2 separate regions of the Mus musculus genome follow, and region 2 is linked to region 1. Evidence: chromatin contacts called from public HiCAR-type data. All regions are on one chromosome and are shown on one strand. Each heading gives the region's core, a stretch centred on a gene start, on an enhancer-like site or on the middle of the called end of the contact. The rest is flanking DNA. Distances are from core to core; before and after follow the strand shown. Region 1 has its middle 19 kb from the start of AI314278. Region 2 holds the start of Eed (embryonic ectoderm development).

What was found. HiCAR-type assays count read pairs that join an accessible place to other places.
Region 2: a HiCAR-type map of fibro-adipogenic progenitors shows a contact between it and region 1, with 5 times the contacts expected there. The contact joins the promoter of Eed here to the enhancer-like site in region 1. A contact is called at or near these places in 4 of 39 promoter capture datasets (the 3T3-L1 cell line, cranial neural crest, hippocampal neurons and 1 more) and 3 of 115 datasets of contacts at active chromatin or transcription factors (astrocytes, embryonic midbrain and fibro-adipogenic progenitors).

Annotation. Positions count from the first base shown.
Region 1 is chr7:89,443,653-89,447,415 of GRCm38.p6, reverse strand. No RefSeq gene overlaps it. Among named protein-coding and RNA genes, the nearest start is that of AI314278, 19 kb to the right of the region's middle. Within about 2 kb of position 2,110, at least 48 of the 459 cell types and tissues checked have an H3K27ac peak or open chromatin away from gene starts, as enhancers often do. A contact at or near this core is called in fibro-adipogenic progenitors, where this site is marked.
Region 2 is chr7:89,978,947-89,982,709 of GRCm38.p6, reverse strand. Eed (embryonic ectoderm development) reads left to right here and starts at 1,734. Exons shown (of 12, transcript NM_021876.3): 1 at 1,734-2,298. The coding sequence starts at 2,185. RefSeq lists cis regulatory regions at 1,257-1,264, 1,460-1,467, an enhancer at 1,439-1,475 and a promoter at 136-1,898.

The DNA of each region.
Region 1 (3,763 bases), core at 861-3,360:
TCTTTATCTCTGAACATTTTGGTGACAGGACACATTTTGGGTAAAAGGCTTTGCAGGTGGGTTGGTGTCCTTTACCCTCCCCTGGGAGTCCTGTCTGGCTACAGGAGGTAGACATTTCAGGATGATATTTCTAGGTCCATCCATTTGCCTGCAAAATTCATGGTGTTCTTGTTTTTGATGGCAGAGCAGTATTCTTTTGTGCAAATGAACTTCATTTTCTTTATTCATTCTTCAGTTGATGGAAATCTGGGTTGTTTCCAGTTTCTGGCTATTATGAACAAAGCTCCTATGAACATTGTGGTGCATGTGTCTTTGTGGTATGGTGGACCATCTTCTGGGTTTATGCCCAGGACTGGGATAGCTGGGTCTTGAAGTGGAACTATTTCCATTCTTCTGATAAACGGCCAACTTGATTTCCAGAGTGCTTGTACAAGTTTGCACTCCTACCAGCAAAAGAAGAATGTTCACGTTGCTCCACATCCTGCCAACAAGGAGTTTTTGATCTTAGCCATCCTGACCAGTGTAAGATGGAATCTCAGAGACATTTGGATTTGCATTTTCCTGAAGACTAAGGATTTCGAACATTTCTTTAAGTGTTTCTCAGCCATTAGAGATGCCTTTGTTGGGAATTCTCAGTTTAGCTTCTTAATTGGATTATTTGGGTTGTTGGTGTCTAACTTCTTGAGTATATATATATTGGATATTAGCCCTCTGTTGGATATAGGGTTAGTGAAGATCTATTCCCATTCTATAGACCTCAACATAAAATCAGATACATTAAATCTAATAAAAAAAGAAAGTGGGAAATAGCTTTGAATGCACAGGAGACACCTTATTAAACAGAACACCCACAGCTCAGGTACTAAGACCAACAATTAATAAATGGGACCTCAGGAAACTGAAAAGCTTCTTTAAAGCCAAGGACACTGTCAACAGGACAAATCAGTGATTTCTACTGAGCTCTTCTCAGGTGCCTTGTGTCACCTATCAGCTACTATGCCATTTATCCAGAGAATGCTTTATTTCATATATTGTATTTTCAGTTGTACATTAATCACTTTTTTTTTACTTTTGTATAAGTTGTTTATCTGCACATTTTTATTCACTCCTTGATCAAAATTATTTATTCTCCAGTGAGAGATCCCAACCTAAGTCTTACATTTTTGCAGGTAGGTATATTGCCCGCAAGTCTTTGAACAGAACTATCATAAGCTATTTTAATATCATTACTAGCTAATTCTAATACCTAGTTCATCTAAATGGTTGTCTCTGTGTATTGCATTCCCTATAAAGTATGATTTACATGTTTGTATTATTTTGTAGTAATTAAAGATTGGTATACTTTTCCATTTATTTGTGTATATGTATTCCTATGTATGTGAGTGCATGAGTGCCATTGTATACATGTCAAAGTCAGAGGACACTTGTAGAAGTTGCTTCTCTCCTTCCACCATGTGTGTTCCATCAGTTAAATTAGGGTTGTCAGGCTTAGCAGCAAATGTGTTTACCCACTGACCTACCTTTCCTTTCCACCTTTTAGTAATTTTGAATTATGTCTTCAACAATGTGATATGTTACAGAGATTGTTTTCTGTCGTAGTCATCCTGTATTGAAACTGTTTTGCTCTAGTAGTGACATCCAGATTTTCAAAAATGGATATCTTAGAAAGTGTTGCACGGGATTTCAAAATGAGACCGGAGGCAAGAAGCATCTTTAACATCTTTAAGCATCTTCAACAACAGTGCAGCGAAACCTGCATCTTTGAGACTCCAGGAATTTGATTAAAAGGGAAGTTTGCATTGGGAGACTCAGACCCCTACTTTCCAACACTCCAGTAAATGGCTGAAAACTGAGCCCGAACTGAAATGTCAAGAACCCCTGGATATAGATTGAGAGGCAAGGTAATGATTTGGGATGTCATTTTCACAGGAGGAAGTGAATGTTGTGACTTTTCCTGAAGAGACATGGACGGTCACATCCTGCCCTCTGCGTAGTGAAGCAACAACAGAACAAAGAAATAGTTCCCCACAAGTCTTAAGTAAATGAAATAGTAAGTGTGGGTGGGGTTACATACAAAACATGGGTGACTCATACGCTGCTGCACTGCCCGAAAGCCAACAGTGTGGTAATACCTCAAACAGCCTCTTCCATAGTTTCCTGAGCAACTGGAAGGCCTGTTTGAGAGACTTCTTTCCACAGAAATTGTTGTGACTTCTTGTGTAACCTTTGGAAAGAGCTATTGACATATTTTTTTGCAATATACTTTTAATAAGGGTTCAACCTCTCCTCTAGCCCACCACCCAGCTAAGATAGTGAGAGAGAAAAGTTATTAGGATACGGGGGAAGTGGACTCTTGTTCAGCAATAGTTCTTTGGGGGTGAACTTGAACTTCTTTAACATCAGTTAAGTCCCATAGCAAACACCAAATACAACTCGGCAAGCTGCACATCAGTTCTCTAGGCAGGCAGCTACCAGGCACAAACCAGCAGCTGTAGTTCAATGGTGAAGAAACTACAGTGCTCGCCCACTGGCCTGAGGCAAGGCTGCAGACAACAGCAAGCTGCCGCAGGAACCTCAAGAGCAATTCTTGGGCAGGTTTCTCTCAATGGCAGCAGTACCACAAGTTCAGCTCAACAACGCTATGTAAGACAAACCAACACATGTACGCCATTAGCAAAGAATAACGAGGCAGAAAACAGCCAAACCAATGCTTGGTGCTCGTCTCCCACGGTCTATGGAGTCATATTTATATGCTTGCATCGAAGGTCCTTTCACATGTTTACTATATCAAAACATCCTCTCACCTGTGTCTGCTTCAGGAAAACACTCTTTCATGTGCCTGCTTTAGCAAGACATCCTTTCTCCTGTGTGCCTCAGCAAACCATCATTTGACATAAGTTACTAAGTCCCAAAGAACCTCCTACTTCAAAGGGCCTTTTGAATCTTGTAAGCTTCAGGAGATTTCTGAGACATGGAAGTTTTATTTCCTTTTTAAATCCCAATGAGCCACCATGTTTCTTCCAATATTTTAATATTGGACTATTTTAATTGGAAGAAATTTTCTACAAAACAGATGTCTTAGTTACCTTTCAATTGCCATAACAAAATACCATGACCAAGGCAACGTATAAAAGAAAGCACCCAATTTGGGGCTCAGGTTTCCAGAGGGTTAGAGTTCATGATCGTCATGGCAGAGAGCATGGCAGCAGGCAATCAGACATAGTACTAGAACAGCAGCTGAAAGCTTATATCCTTATTCACAAAAATGAGGCAGCAGGAGAGACACTGGGAAGGAAATGGGTTTTTAAAACCTCAAAGCCTGCACTCAGTGACACACCTCCTCAATCAAGGCTGTACTTCCGAATGCTTCCCAGACAGTTCCACCAACTGGAGACTAAGTATGGGAGCCATTTTCACCCAAACCACTACAACAAAGTGTGAGAAGACAAACAGAAGTAGGAGTTGAACCCGGGGAAGAAGCAGAGACTATAGAATAAATCAATGACTAAAAAGATCCAGAGTGCCAGGAAGAGTGGGTACAGTGACAGAACAGAGTCACGAAGGAATGCTGGGAGCTGGGAGCTTCAATTAACTGGGTAAGCTGAAGTCCAAGGAGCTCTCAGTCAGAATATCACTGCTGACCTTTGCGGGAGCAATGAATGGCAGATTGGAGAATGTTTAAAAGTGGAGGGAAGGTGTGGTGGGGTCCATATCATTCTGCATCTACAGGTGCCTTCAACCCTTTTCACCGTTTTCCACACAC
Region 2 (3,763 bases), core at 485-2,984, 540 kb before region 1:
AAATTAATAATTGTAAAGCAAAGTAAACCTTTGTTTCAAATTTCAAAGTTTTATCTCCCAGCAACTTTTCCAGAAAAGATAAACATTTAAACTTTTTCACCTAAATTGTCTCATTTAGCTTACATAAACTTCCTCTGAAAGACTAAGACACTGGAGGGCGAAAGGAAAATACTTTTTATTATTAAGTGGGTGCCCAGCAAATGTCTTGTCTGTTTCTACCTCTTCATTTCACAAATGACAAATGACAATATAGAAACAATTCTGTCCTATAATTTCTACCTCTTCATTTCACAAATGACAAATGACAATATAGAAACAATTCTGTCCTATAATTGAGGAGAGGAAGTTCTTCATTCAGACATTCCCATGGCTTAACAATACACCCACCAAATCCACAAGGCTCACAAATTTATTATTTGTCTGTCAAGATTGTACCTGAGGGGACAAGTGAGCTGGCTCAGTGGTTAAGGCTGGCTACAGGCTGGCTACAGGCTGGCTACAGACTGGCTACAGGCTGGCTCGCAAACGTTAGTGACTCCAGTCCCAGGGATCCAACATCCTCTGACTTTGTGTACCAGTACAGACATGTGGGGCACAGACATACACACACTCATACACACATTTTTTTTAATCTAAAAATGAAAAATTAAAGAGTTTTTAATGATACGGGCAAATTTAGTTACCTTTCCCTATATTAAAAAATTGCCTTTTACCTAAGTCTCACAAACTCATGCAGTTGCTCACAGTGACTTATAGGTCTTGTCAGTTTCCTAGAGCCTCAGCTTTCAACAGCTAAAACGAACACTTAAGACTATGAATTATGACAATTCAGAACCATGTAATTTTTATTTATTTATTTTTGGAAAGAGGGTCTATAACGAAGCCCAGGCTGTCCTGGAACTCCTCGTGTAGACCAAACCAGTGTGTAGCTCTAACACACTGCAATCGACCTGCCTCTGACACCCTAGTGCTGGAATAAAAGGCATGCCCCCATACTCTGTCCGATCCATACAATTAAAAAAATTTTTTTTCAAACAGGTTTTTAGTAAATAGCCTTGATTGGCTCGGAACTTGCTATGTCGACCAGGATGATCTAAAGATTGAGGCGAGCAGGCAGTACTTCCGTTGTTGCCCTTCCGATGTTGGATTACTAGAATGTATCATGCATCACAAGGTATTTTTACTTAAGTCTAAATATGTAATTTAAAATACAGGCTTACTTAAGCCAATAGTGGCACCAACCGGTTGAATATAACCAATCATTGTAATAAGTATTTATTAGATAAAATATCTGCCCAGAACGGAGGCGTGTCCGTAGGCACTGATTTGGTACCGTTTTGAAATCCTCCCCGAAGCTTCAGAAACCGGTGGAAAGACTACCTGGTTCAGCAGACAGAACCGAGGGGAGGAGGGGCCAGGAGGCGGCCTGTCGTCTCCGTAACCCAGCGCGAGAATACGCCTCAGCGCATGCGCACCTGCAGGTGGGACCCGTCCATGTGCCCGATGGGGGAGGCGAGCAGGGAACAGCCTATAGATTTTGAATCTCTCCCTTCAAAAAAAGAATCTAGGCTGTGAGAAGTTCCGTAAACACTAACTCGAAGTTGTTCTCCCGAGCTCCGCATCAGGGACCGTAGACACAGACCCCCTAAAACAAGAGGTGACTTCTCTTTCCTCCCCCCTCCCTCGGGAGCAGTGGTGGGCCGATCCAGGCCACAGACTTTCGTTCGTTTGCAGCGGGTCGGAGATCGAAGGATTGAGCCAATTGCGGATGAAACGTCTTGGCCAGGAAGGGGGTGAGGGAGCAGCCCTTTGAGTTCCGCCTCGTCTCTAGGCGCTGGTGGGGAAGGGGGACGTAGGAAACCCCTGCCCTCTGAGCCAGCAGATCCGACGCCTCGGTGCAAAGTGTCGAGAGGGCGGCGGGAAAACCGCCCGCCCGGACCAAGGGACGGGAAGCAGCCGGGAAGCCGTGCGGGAGGGCGCGCGCGTGCGCGCCCCTTTTTCAGCAGTGTGGCGGGGTCGCACGCACGCCCGCCTCGGCGGCTGGGCGCGATTTGCGACAGTGGGGGGGGCGGCGGCGGTGGCGGCGCCGGCAGCTTTGCGGCAGGCTCGGGCCGGGCGTGCTTGACGGCGGTGTGGCGGAGGCCCCGCCCGAGGCGGCAAGAACCTGGAGGGAGGCGGAGGAACATGTCCGAGAGGGAAGTGTCGACTGCGCCGGCGGGAACAGACATGCCCGCGGCCAAGAAGCAGAAGTTGAGCAGCGACGAGAACAGCAACCCGGACCTCTCGGGAGACGAAAATGTGAGTGCAGCCCCGCCTGTCCCGGGACTGTGGAGTAGAAGTTTCAGGTTCTTTGGTAACTGCGGTCGGGGCCGGCGGGCGGGCGGCCGTGGGGGGAGGGAAAGGTGTCACCCGCGCTCAGGAGAACGCAGGCGTGCGGGGAAGTCCGGTTTGGCTGGGGCTTTCGAGCTGGGACTGCGGCAGATAGCAAGCAGAAAGTTGTCGAGGAGCGGATTAAAGGTCCCAAAGGGTCTGCGAGGTCCGCTCAGATCGTCCCTGCGTGGGAGACGGAGTTTGTGCCTTTGGGGGCTTGACGCTGATTGCGAATCTGAGATTGTACTTACTGGTTTAAAAGGCATGCTCGAGGTAAGAGGTTCAGTTTTCCCCAGGAAAGTTGGTACGAAGGGTCCTCGTAAGGATCCGAGGGGCTGTGTCACTGTAGAGCACTACGGGATCTTCAGGATGGAAAGTATAGATCTCTGGCTTGGGTTTACGTGACCGTGCGGTTATGTATGCCCCTTTCCATGGAAGTGCGGTGTGCCTTCGTGTCGACTTTTTTGTGGAAGGAGTAGAATCGAGAAGATCGTAGAGGGGGAGCCACCTTTGATTAAGGCAAAGGAGGGAACAGTTTGAAAGTTTTTGCTTAATGTAAAGGGATTGGAAGATTTCAGGCCACCGTGGTAAATTCTGTACTTGAGCCAAGTGTGAAGATTAAGGGAAGTCGGTGCTTAGAGAAATGCCGCCCCGTAAAAAAAAAAAAAAAAAAAAAAAAAAAAAAAAAATACTATGCAAGCGTTGTAAAGAGTACTAGACACGTGTTCTAATAATTAGATACTTATATTCTGATAGGGTAGCGTAGAGGCTTTGGCCTTTCGTATAATGATTACTTAGACTTTAATGAAAATGTCAAATTTATAATGAGGAAATTGTCAGGGAAAAAATTTAAGTGAAAGCTCATTTTATCTTTCCAAACTCCTAAGGTACATTTTTTGATGCTTTCTAAATTTATCCATAGTTGAATGATTGAGTTAGCTTTTGCTTCGGTCCCTTCAAAGAGGGACAAGACTTAACGTTTTGGTATGTGTGTTTTTGACACATTATTGAACCCTTTGGGGTCCTCTCAGAAAAAGGGATTTTTTGTTTGTTTGTTTGAGTTAGAATCTCCCTGTTCAACATAGACTCTCCCCATGCTGCCCTCACACCTGTTACCTTCCGTGCTTTAACCCTCTCAGTACCTAGAAGACATTTATGCACCACCATATCCTGCAGAATACTGTGGATGTATAGATGAAGCACATAAGATTACAAACCAGACCAAGTATAAAACTTTAAAATATATTTAATTTTCTTAAAGGGACAGAGGCATAAAAGCTCATTTGTAAAGCACATGCCTGACATCATTGGAGGGACAGGTTCTTTCCTCACCAAAGGGTGTGTGTGTGTGTGTGTGTGTGTGTGTGTGTGTTGGGGGGGGGGTGTTGTATTT